Regions from separate parts of the Mus musculus genome. Here regions 2 and 3 are each linked to region 1. The links are chromatin contacts, called in public ChIA-PET and Hi-C maps. All regions are on one chromosome and are shown on one strand. Each heading gives the region's core, a stretch centred on a gene start, on an enhancer-like site or on the middle of the called end of the contact. The rest is flanking DNA. Distances are from core to core; before and after follow the strand shown. Region 1 overlaps Dock10 (dedicator of cytokinesis 10). Region 2 has its middle 40 kb from the start of Gm39667. Region 3 holds the start of Nyap2 (neuronal tyrosine-phophorylated phosphoinositide 3-kinase adaptor 2).

Region 1 (4,203 bases), core at 918-3,417:
TGCACACCTACCTGTACACACACACTCACACACGCTTGTACACTAGCACATGACAAGAAGCAGATTTTTAAAAGTGTCTGTAAAAATGGTAGCAAGAATGAATACAGACATTCTACAATGAACCTAGTGGATGTCGTACACACGAAAGTTTTACACCTAATACTAAAGAAGAAAATTCAAGCAAGACCAAACTCTAAAGAGAACCAAAAATATTAAGAAAGTACTAAATCCACACATGACAAAGCTAAGACTAATCAAGGAACTAAAAGTATGAAAGAGAAACTTAATTGCTTTAGCTGTGCTGTATCTATCAGGAGAAAGAATGCATTGGACTCCTTAATGACAGAAGCCTAACATGAGAGGGTGCGTGTGCAAGCTATGGTGGGCATCCCCGAGTAAAGTACATGCACAAACTAGAGTTTAATAGCAAACTTCATAGTAAATGTAAGATTTAATCTCACCCATTTCAAACTAAGGAATAGACTTAGTAATAATATTTTAATATACAACATATTTTAAGTTTTAAAAACCTCTAATAGAGAACATTCTTCCAAATAATTGAATTTTTTTAACCAACCAAACTTTTTATAAACAAAGAATTATCCAAAATTCTATCTCAAAATTTTTCTTTAATTCCAAAAGATACTTAAGAAAAGTTTTTGGACTGCCCTGACATCTGCTATGCCTAGGGAATAAATGACATCATAAAATATTCCTAGTGACAAAGAATAAGACAGTTTAAAGTGTACAATTAATATGGGGAATTTTTTCCTTCAGCTGTCGACATTTTTCCCCCTCTGTTGAGCCTTTAAGCTGTATTTCATATTTGTTACTACAAATAATATTTTTTTATTCTGGCTGACCTCTGGGAAATTTTGAATTACTAAATTTTTGCTATTGTCTAAGTGGCAGCTTACTGAAGTCCACAGAAAAGAGAATAAAGAAACTAGAGACCTATTTTGGAGATTGGCAAGAATTGCCACCACTCGAGTATCCCATAAAAGCAACAATAAATCTACTTCTGAGAAATCAAGGGATATTTGCAGTTAGCAGACTCTGCTGATCCCCTTCATCCACCAGGTTCTTTTTCTATTGAGAGCTAAACATTCTGCTTTTGGGGTAGAAAGAAGAAGAGTTTGATCTTAACAAGACAATGAAGTGCACAGTGTCTGATGTGAGTTAACTCCAGGTATTGATCAGGACTGAGATTTCATTTAACCCTATTGTAGCTGGTCAGGAGACTACATGTCTATGCTTTCTTGCATGTCCAGGGCTTCCAGGTGATGTCCTTTAACAGCAGAACCGTAAACAGCTGCAACCTTCTTTCGGTAAAAATGGAGGCCATAGTCACCACAGCTAATTTGTGTGTGTGTTTTACGAAGATTATTTTTAAAAGACAAGGGATGAGTTGCGTTGTCTGCAGAGCACTGCTCCACCATGGCTCACATTATTATAGTAATTCGTTACAGGTATTGAATGAGATAAGTGAGCACCAATTGTCAGCTTTGGTATGTTCCAGAAACTCGTTTGGCTTATCTGATGTAAAATTAGAGTCCTCTTGACATTCTGGTTTTTCAGCCATGGAGTATAAAACAGAGAAAACACATGTTACCTTATAAATACATTAAAGGATTAAGGAATTGTCTTTAATTTGCAAGTAAAGTGGAGGCAGATGGAATTCAGCATGACATTATGGCTGAATTGGAAAGAACTTAGGAACGTCTTTTGGTTGCTGTATGCATTCTCCCGTACTAGTGCACAGGCATGCCTGCAAATGTTTTCCAGACCTCTTTTTAAAACCAAAGCGTTGTTCAGAATAACTCTTGTCTCCAGTTGCTGTGAAGGAATCAAGTCTGATGGCTGTCCATCATGTTTTGGATCAGAGTAATTATAAAACCCAGACGGAGGGTCTTTAACCATTAGCTTTCAACATAACCCGTGTCAAATCCTGATGTCTGTATTCCAAGTCCCCTTTTGTGTAACTGAAGGGAGCGGTTTTATCCTGCTTATGAACAGCAAGTCTGAATAAATGGAGTATTTCCTGAGAAATCTGGACACAAGGCCTACTAATACTGGATTGTTCTTGGTAGCAATGAGGTTGTACCATGCGACGTCACCTTCAGGTCCTACTTGTACTTCCTGCCTAGTGGATTTAGCAGGAACTTTGTTACTCTTCTGCTGGGCCGTGTATGGCTGCACAGAGTCAGCCCTGCTGCGGTTTTCTCTTTGGGCACATCCTGTGAATGGCTCATATTGTTTTCATTCTGTCTCTCTTTACTTTCCCACATCTGAAGACAGAGCCTAGGACTTCACCCATCTGAGCAAGCAGTCTATGGCTGAGTCTTGGCCGGACTTTCAGGAACTTCTGCCCCACAGCAGCTGCAGCTTTCTGCAGCTTTCTTTCAGAATAAGTTAGGCCTGTGGTACCTTGTGTACAGATATGGTGTCCCCATTAGTTGCCTGATGTTCCAGCTTCTCGCTCAGCTTTTGACATGACTGAGTTTCTTTACAGAAGTTGCAAGCCTTCTCTTTGAAACCCAGGATTATTGAAAATGTGTTCTGTTTTAAAGGTTTTTTTTAATCAACATTAAAACCTCTAATATGAATATTTTATTGCAAAAGGAAACCACACAGGTCCTGCAGTCATAACCGCAGATGACTTCCGGTGAGCAATGACTTCCAGTGAGCACCATGGTCACTGGTGGCCTTGACCTCAATATTTAAAACACTTTAAAAATTTACATACCTGTTACCACATTCAGAAATCTACAGACGGTCAAGGGGTATGATAACTAACCTGATTAATGTCAAATATGTTGCAGAACTGCCTCCAAAAAACAAAAAGAAAAGAAAAGAAAGAATTAAACTATTTCTATAAGTTAAAGAATTAAGCTATAAGTTATTCTGTATATGTTAGGTCAACCTGATTTTCAATTTTTTATTTCCTCTCTGGCAGATAAGAAAGTAGCCACTTTAAGGATATCTGAACTGAATACCCCTAGTTGGTATGTTTGTGTTGGGGCCTCTGAGGTCTTTCCTCTCAGGAGCAAGAAAAGGAGTTTAGATGTCTATCTTTTCTACTTTGTATATAGCTACAAGATTTTTTTGACAACTACATCATTATCATTGTATGCCTTTTTATTTCAACTAATGTTCATTGTTGTGAAGTCTTTAAGCTGGTGATTCACTAAGACCAGCTTGCTGTGATAAGACTCTGAGTGGGGCATCTTCTGAGTGGGGCATCTTCTGAGACAAAGACCATATCAGACTTCCCACCACAGAGAACAGTGCCCTGCAGCAAGTCAGTGCCCTGTCTTCCTGGGCCTGTCTTCCAAAACCTGAAATGTTTTCTGTGATGTCCCTTCATGGTGGTTGACTGATCCATTTTCCAGGCCTTGGATTTTGTTTCCAGGAGAGAAGAACAGAGCATCAGGATAGTGGAGCTGGTGTGTTTAATATGGGGTGAACACCAGCTGGGAAGAAAATAGCCCGGGGAACTTCAGCTTGACTGTGAAAGTCCTGCTTCAGAGTCTGCCTCGCTCTCCTAATGTACAACACTTCTTTTTCTGGATGCACTCTTCACACTTTAAGCATTATACTCAATTTGAATCCATTGTTTAAAATGTTAATTTCCTGAACCATGCAAACCATCTGACTCGAATGCTAAAATTTTCACCTTTAGAAAAAACTTGCATCAGGCATGTATAGTGGTGGCCAGCACCTTTGTCTGGGTGTTTGATCTGTGTGTATCCTCTCTAGTTGGTTGATGTAGAGATGTGTACCCAGAGGAGACAATGGGCAGGGAAGACATGCGAATGATATGTAAGTCTTAGGGTCTGACTATACCTTGTTCCCCACAGGCTCAGGCATTTGCAAACTTGTTTCCCATCTAATGGTGCCACTCAGGGAGCTTGCGATGCCTTTGGGATATAGGTCCTATCCGGCAGAGATAGGCCAGTGGAGAAAGATATTGAGGGCTATAGTTTTCTATTTTCTGTTTCCTGGTCAGTCATTACCATGTGAAGAACAGTCTCAGGAAACTTCGTTCTCACAGAGTGGTCACGGCTGCCTCTTGTTCCCCTCATTGATAGACTATACGTACTGTAGCTGTGGTCTAAAAGAAACCCTGCCTCCTTAAGTTGATTCCGTCAGATATTTGGTCACAGCACTGGGAAAAGTTAACTATTAAAATATGTACAAAAA
Region 2 (4,203 bases), core at 710-3,209, 350 kb after region 1:
TGTATGCCGCCATCATCCAGCTCCAGTGGCCATATGCAAACCGGCAGGAGGTTCATCCTCATGGCTTAAATCATGGCTGGCGCTGGTTGGCACAGATCTTAAACATGGAGCCTCTCTCAGGTGTAACAGCCACTCTCCTGTTTGACTTTTTGGAGGTGTGTGGGAACGCCCTCATGAAGCAGAACCAGGTCCAGTTCTGGAAGATGATACTTTTCATCCAAGAGGACTACTTGCCCAGAATTGAGGCCATCACGAGCTCAGGACAGATGGGCTCTTTCATACGTCTCAAGCAGTTCTTGGAGAAGTGTCTGCAACGCAGGGAGATTCCTGTCCCCAGAGGCTTTCTGACGCCCTCCTTCTGGTGCTCTTGATGTCCTTTGTCGCACTGTGTGGGAGGAGGGGCAACAATAAAACAACTGAGATAGCCGGTTTGAAAGAATCATGTCAGATTGAAAAAAATAAAATAAAATAAAATAAAATAAATGAGACTGTCTTGTTCCACACAGTATTTGTGAGGGCCAGTGAGACAAGAGGTTTGAAAGTACATCACAAATACTAAGACACTTTATACAAACAAACTAATGAACAAAGAAACCTTGTAAACTGTTTTGGCTGTATTATTTGTAACATCTGGAGAGTAGAAAGAATCGACTGCTGAATGTATGAGTAAAATGTAACACTTCAGAATATTATCTAAACATAAAAAGGAAGGGAGAGCTGATTTGTTGCTACATAGATGAAACTTGATTTTTTTTTTTTCTTTTTCTTTCCCTCCCCCCCCCCCCCCAAGACAGGATTTCTCTGTATAGCCCTGGCTGTCCTGGAGCTTACTCTGTAGACCAGGCTGGCCTTGAACTCAGAAATCTGCCTGCCTTTGCCTCCTGAGTGCTGGGATTAAAGGTGTGTGCCAGGCTAAATGAAATGAGAACATTACCCTAAGAGACATGCTGGAGCTGAGACGAAAGGATGGACCATCTAGAGACTGCCACACCTGGGGATCCATCCCATAATCAGCCTCCAAACGCTGACACCATAGCATACGCCAGCAAGATTTTGCTGAAAGGACCCAGATATAGCTGTCTCTTGTGAGGCTATGCCGGGACCTAGCAAACACAGAATTGGATGCTCACAGTCAGCTATTGGATGGAACACAGGGCCCCCAATGGAGGAGCTAGAGAAAGTACCCAAGGAGCTAAAGGGGTCTGCAGCCCTATAGGAGGAACAACAATATGAACTAACCAGTACCCCCGGAGCTTGTGTCTCTAGCTGCATATGTAGCAGAAGATTGCCTAGTCGGCCATCTTTGGAAAGAGAGGCCCCTTGGTCTAGCAAACTTTATATGCCCCAGTACAGGGGAACGCCAGGGCCAAGAAGTGGGAGTGGGTGGGTAGAGGAGTGGGGGGGGGGCGTATGGGGGACTTTTGGGATAGCATTTGTAAATGAAGAAAATACCTAATAAAAAAATTAGATTTTTTTTTTTAAAGAGAGACATGCTGGAGCAGAAAAGCCATGGTTGTGTACTACCACTTATATAAACTGCAGGAATAGGTCAGTATCCAGAGAAAGACATTCAATTGGTAGTTATCAGGACCTGGGAAGGAACCCATGAAATTGCTGCTAATTGCTACAGGGTGCCAAAAAGGTTCTGAACAGAGATGGCAACACTAGCTACAACACCTTCAAAACATACCCATAGGCATGTGCATCATAAAGAGAGTTTTAGCTATAAAACGCAAATATAACATGTAAACATTTAACTCTTGTCATCATTTGTGAGTCACTTGTTTCCAGTTTAGAGATATTTTCCTGAGAATATAATAATTGTTTTTGTTCATTTGTTTTTCATAAACAAAGAAATCTCTCTTTTTAGTGCTTAAGGGTTGCCCTATTCAGCTCCTTAACAACTGGTATTTAAAAGACAGCAGGGGGCTGGACATAGCTCAGTTAGGGAAATGACTGTTTGCAAGTGTGAGAACCAGAGCTTCCTGTGCAGAATCAACGGAAAAGAAAAACCACACTTTTTCACACTTTTTTTTCCTGCGTTTTTTTTTTTTTTTTTTTTTTTTTTACCCAGAAATCTGCCTGCCTCTACCTCCTGAGTGCTGGGATTAAAGGCATACGCGACCATGCCCAGCTTCTTTTTTCTTTTTATTAGATATTTTCTTTATTTACATTTCAAATGTTATCCCCTTTCCTAGTTTCCCCTCCGAAAATCCCCTATCCCCTCCTCCCTCCCCCTGTTCCCCAACCCACCGACTCCTTCCTGCTTTCTGGCCCTGGCATTCTCCTCTGCTGGGGCACAGAGCCTTCACAGGACCAAGGATCCTCTTAAGATAAATCATCGAAAGACTGTCAGGTGTCTCCTAGATGTGGTGGACAGTATTAGCTTTCTCAGGTTCATCTGTGTTTTCTGACTTTCTTAAAGACACATCAAAGATGAGATCTTTTTACAAGGGAAGAAAGAAGTCGCTTGCAAATAAAAACTCTGTCACTACCGCAATTCACTTTTGCAAAATGGTGTGCTCCCCCTAAATAAGCCCTGCTTCCATTCCATGAAAGTTTAGAAAGCTTGATCCGAACACAGTGGACGCCCACGGGCAGTTCAGAGAACATCCTTTAGAAGCCAGAGATTTGTTAAGTCATTTCTACTGTTTAACTAGCTTTTTCCTTTTTCAGCTTTTGGTGACCATAAGGGACTCAGCCTAAATAACATAATGCTTTTAGAAAAATGCTCCTTTTTTTTCCATTTTATAATGAGATTTTAAAAATAATTTGTAATTAGGACATTGCATGCAAACAGCAGATGACTAAGTTTTTTTTTTCTTAAGAAAGCTGAATATTTTTGTTTATGCAGTTACTTACATTAGTAAGATCTCTATTTTCTTAGAAAACAAAAAAGTTTAGTCTGTTGTGTGTACAAATAAAAGCATTGCAACCCCAGCAAATGGCTGACTGACCCTCCTTGGGGTAAGAAAGAATTCTTCCTCCATAGACTCTTAACTGGAGCATCGACATCCAAAACATTGACTCACTTGGGTTTCTAGTCTACTGTTCTCAGCATAAAGACTGTATCAGCTCTACCCGGTCTCCAGTGTGCCGACTTTCCCAGCAGACCCCAGAACTTGTCAGCTTCGTTAACCACATGAGCCAATTTCTTATATCTGTTTAGGGGTGTGTGTGTGTGTGTGTGTGTGTGTGTGTGTATAACATGTAAATGTCCTATGGATATGAACACTAATACATACTAGAAACAGAAACATATAACTTCAGAAAACCCCAGAGCCCCAGGTCCTGTTGTTCTCCAGTTCTTCAAAGTGGCCTGTAGTGGCTATTCCTGGTTGTCAACTTGACTATATCTGGAATGAACTACAATCCAGAATTGGAAGGCTCACCAGTGATCCTAATCTGGAGGCTGGGAGATACAGGTTTCTGACCTGGATCTTGGCATGGAGATCTTGAGGCATAGTGGCTATGAATTCCAGAAGATTAAGACAGGGAGATCTCTGAGTTCAAGGTCATCTGGGATTAAAAGCGTGGTGGCACGAACCTTTAATCGAGACCACATTCTGTTGGAGAGCTATATAAGGACATTGGAAGAAGGAATATTCATTCTCTCTCTTGGCCTGCTTGCCTGGTGGGACTGAGCGACTGCTAGATCCTTGGACTTCTGTTCGCAGCTGCTGCTGACTAGTGTTGGGAGTTGGACTACAGACTGTAAGTCATCAACAAATTTCCTTACTATATAGAGAATACCCATAAGTTTTGTGACTCTAGAGAACCCTGGCTAATACATGGAACCCCCTGAAAAGCATACTAGGGCTGGGTAAACATTTGCTCCATGCACCTCACTATTCAACACCACTGAAGCAGCGCAGGCTAGCCTCGGCTTCCCACTTGTTTCACATGTTCTTTAAAAGAACTTTCAATTTGCCATGGAGAAAGCATCAAGTGCTTACTGTGACATGTGTTAGTTGTGTATGAAGTTTGCTTATGAATAAATGAGTATGCTAGACCATGTGTGAAGAGATTAACTAATAATGCATAGCTTCTTAGCGGGGGACAAGTCTCCCCAACTCTGGTGAATGATGGATGTGTTCCTGCATTGAATTGTAAATTTATACATCAGCCTATCAAACGCTGGGGCAGAGGTATTAAACCTGGGCATTATTGTTTTCAGTTCAATTGTAGTTAACAAAAAAAAAA
Region 3 (4,203 bases), core at 639-3,138, 350 kb before region 1:
GGCCAGTTGGTTCCAGACGCTTACAAGGCAGTATTTGCAAAGCAGATACAGTGACTTTAATAAATTGCTGACTGGATCTAGAGTGGGAGCCATCTAATTGAGTTGGGAGTCTATGACTGACTGATTGATTTTAAACAATAGGCACCATTGTTTACCCTGAGATTTTGACACTTCTACACAACTTTACAAACCATTCAAGTTTCACAACTCTTCTAGTCTTTTGCAAAGTTGTAGTATTTTTCAAAGGTCTGTTTTCACAATTCCCTAACTATTAAATGTCCTTCACAGAATTATCTTTTTATATTATATTTTTGCCTAATATAAATTATCTTTTATATTAGAAAAAAAGTATGTTCTACTTTCCAAAGAAAAACAAAACCATTTGTACATGTCTGACTCCTGTTTTCTCTTTGTTAAGTTGATGCTTTATAATACATCAATGAATTGGAGCATAGCCAAAATATGAAAATTTAGGAGATTGAGTTTTTGTTCTTGCTCTCTATTTTATTACTCTCTGCTAATTGAATATAAATTCATAGATACTAAATTTATCATAATTACACCCTTTAATCTCTTCCATTAAATACCTTTATATTTTTCACTACATTTAGAAAAGTAAATGTACTACTTTACTACAAAAACAACTTTAGTATTCTTCAGTAAAAATGAACATTTTAAAATACAATATTTTCCCAGATGTGCCAATATTCCAAGTATTGAAAATACTCCTGGGTAGATTGAAAAATTATACTGGAGTTATTTCAATGAAATAAGTACATGTCCCAAGTTAAGCAAGGCCACCTAAAGTTCTACTGCAGATGTACATTTTGGTAAGACTAAGGACACCTTCCAGATATTGGCTTGTATTTAAACACATTTTCTGGAAAAAAATGTCTATTTGGAATCAGCCAGAAATAAGCAATTTCACCTTCAAAGTATATCTAGCAATTTGGAAATGTTTTGGTAGAGTACATATCTTTCTTTCTGAAAATGCAAAACTGGGCTCTCACTGCTGACACCAGTGAACTGAGCCTATTGTAAAATATTTATGATATGGAATTAAGATAAATAGCAGCAAGCACAACGCGAATAGTAATTAATGACATGGAAATACTTCCAATTCTTTTAATAATTCAACATGGCTTATTTTACTAATGAAAATCCATTTACCATTTCCATGGTAATCACGAAGTGGGTACGGGATTAAAAATAGCCAGGGGCTCACTAACAGTGTGGATGCCCGTGTTGCAGCTTTATTTCTGCTCCACCTAATAAAACATGCAAACTTCAGCATTAAGTATCCCTAACTAAAATTCATCCCATTTCATAATCAATTGCCTCCTCTCCTTAGTTCTAGATTCAATTAGCATGCTTATAGAATCTGAAAAATGAGATACATACCAAAAATTAAGTCCCCGGGGGAGAACTAAGTGGAATAGTCAGGAGGTGAGTTGGGTCTGTCAGAGCCCTCTCTCAGGGCTGGTCTCGGGGCAGTTCGGGAGGAGTAATCCAGCACCATAAGAAAGAGACTTGTAGGTTCAGTTCAGTATTTCTTCAATTAAAGTGCATTATATCTGGATGTGAAAAGTGTCGAATCCAAGATTCTTCATCACTAGAGATCAGAGCATTTTCGTTGTTCTTTCTATCGGATAAAATGCCTTTTAAAGTTTGCAAGGAAGAGGCAGTGGCAGAAGACAGGTGCTTGCTTCGTTAAATCGACATTCGGAGAAAAGAGGGCATAGCTAATGGGTGGGGATGAGCGCACAGCCCCTCTCCTTCCAGGTCCAGCAGGGACGAAACTGAATGATTTTACCCACTTTGCTACACAGATGATTACAAGACCCGAAGCAGTCACCAAGCTGGCTAAGGTACCTCATTTGATCATGTTCTGTGAAGAAAAAAAATAAATGGAAACAAAAATCAGACACATCCTCTCTAAATGTCTCCTTTCAGCCCCAGAGATGCTCTTTCTCCTTGCATACATACAGAAGGTTTGGAGAAGCCTGGCTGGTAGCATCGTCCCTCCCCCATGACAACCAGCTTGCGCTGGCTGGCTCTGGTGTGTTCTCTCTCTCTCTCTCTCTCTCTCTCTCTCTCTCTCTCTCTCTCTCTCTCTCTCCCTCCTTCCCTCCCTCCCTCCCTCCGTTCCTCCGTCCCTCCCTCTTTCTCTCTTCTCTCCAGCTGCCTTAGTCTGTTGATGCTGCTGCTGCTGCTGATTAATCAGGGATTCTGAAACAAAGAACGTACCTTCTCAAATAAGCGGTAATCTCAGCTTCTGCAATCTGCCTGCATTGAGCAGCAGAGCTGCCAGAATCCTAGCACCTTGGATAGTTCCCACACCCTAGGCCCACTGGAAAGGAAAGAAGGACTAAAGAAATGGCAAGAAACCCCCAAAGCAGAACCGATTTCGGCTCCCCAGGGGCTCCCATCCTCATTAAAGGCCTCAAGTCCAAACAAGAGAACCTCTCTCTTTTATCTAATTGAACTAAAGTCTGATTTATCAATAATAAAAGAAAATGAGGATAAAGAAACCTCTTCATTTACATCCACTACAGAGCACGAAATCAGTCTTTTTGGAGAAAAAAAAATTGAAATCTATCAGAATTATTGTTCTTGTATGGAGGATATTTAAGTTATAAGGTTTTCACTCTGGTGGGGCTAATAAAAACGAGTAACAACTTAAACGGAACTCTCAGATCTCAGTTTGATGCCCTTATTTGATATCAATTTTGCCTCCACCCATCCTGCACGGGAGAGCCATGCACACAATTACTGCTGACGTACTTCAGGCTGCTGCTTGCGGAATGGGGGGAGGAGCCTTTTAACCTCATCAAAACAGCTTCATGCCACCTGCTCCCATGGCATGAGAATAAAACTAGCCCACTTGGAACGTGCACAGGGCACGTACACAGAACAAAGGTCTCACTTGTACTATAACATTTTAACCAAAATCAAATGTACAGTGATTACGGCATATGTGCTCCGATCTCCTTTAGACTCACTGCAGAAATGATTTAAAGTCATTGTATTTCTTGACTTCCCCAAAGAGACTCTAGATTCTTTTCTTAATATTCCACTGAATCTATGCATATAGCTTATGCTATGCACTGTGATTGACACGTGTGTATATACTTCTGCCCACACATACACAATATATTTATGTACTTGTGTTTGTGTGTGTGTGTGTGTGAGAGAGAGACAGACAGACAGACAGACAGACAGACATATTCAGTTTTTAAGCTTGTGTTTCCTCAGAGTAAATGACAAAAATATATTTTAAAAAATATGTTGTATGGATATGATGATTTCAGGATCTTATTGTATATTATGATAAGACAAGAAGAAAAAGGAAGTAAAGGAATGAAGAAAGGATGGGAAGAAATTAAGAAAGAAAGAAGAGGGGGAGGACTACTATGGAAATAATATACCAGTTAGTGAGAAAATATGTCCATATTATTGCACAGTGGTCTCTACAATTTTCAGGTCACTTTCACCCATTAACTTTTACTGGAAATAGTTTCGGCTTGCAAGTTGCTTTCTTTGGAATTAAATATATCAATTCATAAGTAATTCCTTATGAAAATATCTTTATGCACCAGCCAATTATAAAAGCAGTAATCTTCAGGTCAGCTTCCTAATACTTAAATAATAACTAGGACTGTCCTTTGATTTTATATATTTGTTTTTAAGTTAAACTTGGGAAAAATAAATCCAATGCATAATATTATTCTATATATCCCTAATATAAGTAGATATATTACATATTATATATCATATTACATATTATATATTACACATTACATAATATATCACAATTACATATCATATATTATATACATTATATACTATACACATTATATATTATATTATATATTACATGATGTATGTAATATAATATAACACATATAGTATATATGAGGGATAAATAGAGTATATGTATATGTGGATTTTAAAGAATGAATTTCCAGGTTTTTGTTTATCTAGCTTGTGAGTAGAATATGATTTCTATTTAATGTAATGAAATTCTTTGGAAGATTAGATAGATGCAGAGAATGGAGGAAAGCATAGGTAGGAAAGGAGAAAGATCATATTCTATGTGTCTTTCTCATATAATCCTTGCTCATCCCTTCCCCAGCCACCCCATCTTGTGTTAAAATCTTATCACATCCCAGTAAACAGACTCAAGTACCACTTACAATCTAG

Evidence for each region. A called contact is a pair of places that touch in the nucleus more often than the background predicts. ChIA-PET counts read pairs in DNA pulled down with a chosen protein or histone mark.
Region 2: a contact with region 1 is called in an RNA polymerase II ChIA-PET map of memory CD8 T cells, with 72 read pairs. The contact joins two enhancer-like sites. A contact is called at or near these places in 1 of 39 promoter capture datasets (liver) and 2 of 115 datasets of contacts at active chromatin or transcription factors (effector CD8 T cells and memory CD8 T cells).
Region 3: a Hi-C map of the N1E-115 cell line shows a contact between it and region 1, with 2.0 times the contacts expected there. The contact joins the promoter of Nyap2 here to the enhancer-like site in region 1. A contact is called at or near these places in 1 of 484 Hi-C or Micro-C datasets (the N1E-115 cell line), 1 of 115 datasets of contacts at active chromatin or transcription factors (large pre-B cells) and 1 of 9 other capture datasets (pancreatic islet).

The regions. Positions count from the first base shown.
Region 1 is chr1:80,728,840-80,733,042 of GRCm38.p6, reverse strand. All of the region lies in intron 1 of Dock10 (dedicator of cytokinesis 10), which reads left to right. Among named protein-coding and RNA genes, the nearest start is that of Dock10, 28 kb to the left of the region's middle. Within about 2 kb of position 2,167, at least 34 of the 459 cell types and tissues checked have an H3K27ac peak or open chromatin away from gene starts, as enhancers often do. A contact at or near this core is called in the N1E-115 cell line and memory CD8 T cells, where this site is marked.
Region 2 is chr1:80,379,272-80,383,474 of GRCm38.p6, reverse strand. It overlaps the pseudogene Gm6189. Among named protein-coding and RNA genes, the nearest start is that of Gm39667, 40 kb to the right of the region's middle. Within about 2 kb of position 1,959, at least 27 of the 459 cell types and tissues checked have an H3K27ac peak or open chromatin away from gene starts, as enhancers often do. A contact at or near this core is called in memory CD8 T cells, where this site is marked.
Region 3 is chr1:81,075,092-81,079,294 of GRCm38.p6, reverse strand. Nyap2 (neuronal tyrosine-phophorylated phosphoinositide 3-kinase adaptor 2) reads right to left here and starts at 1,888. Exons shown (of 7, transcript NM_001356397.1): 1 at 1,402-1,888.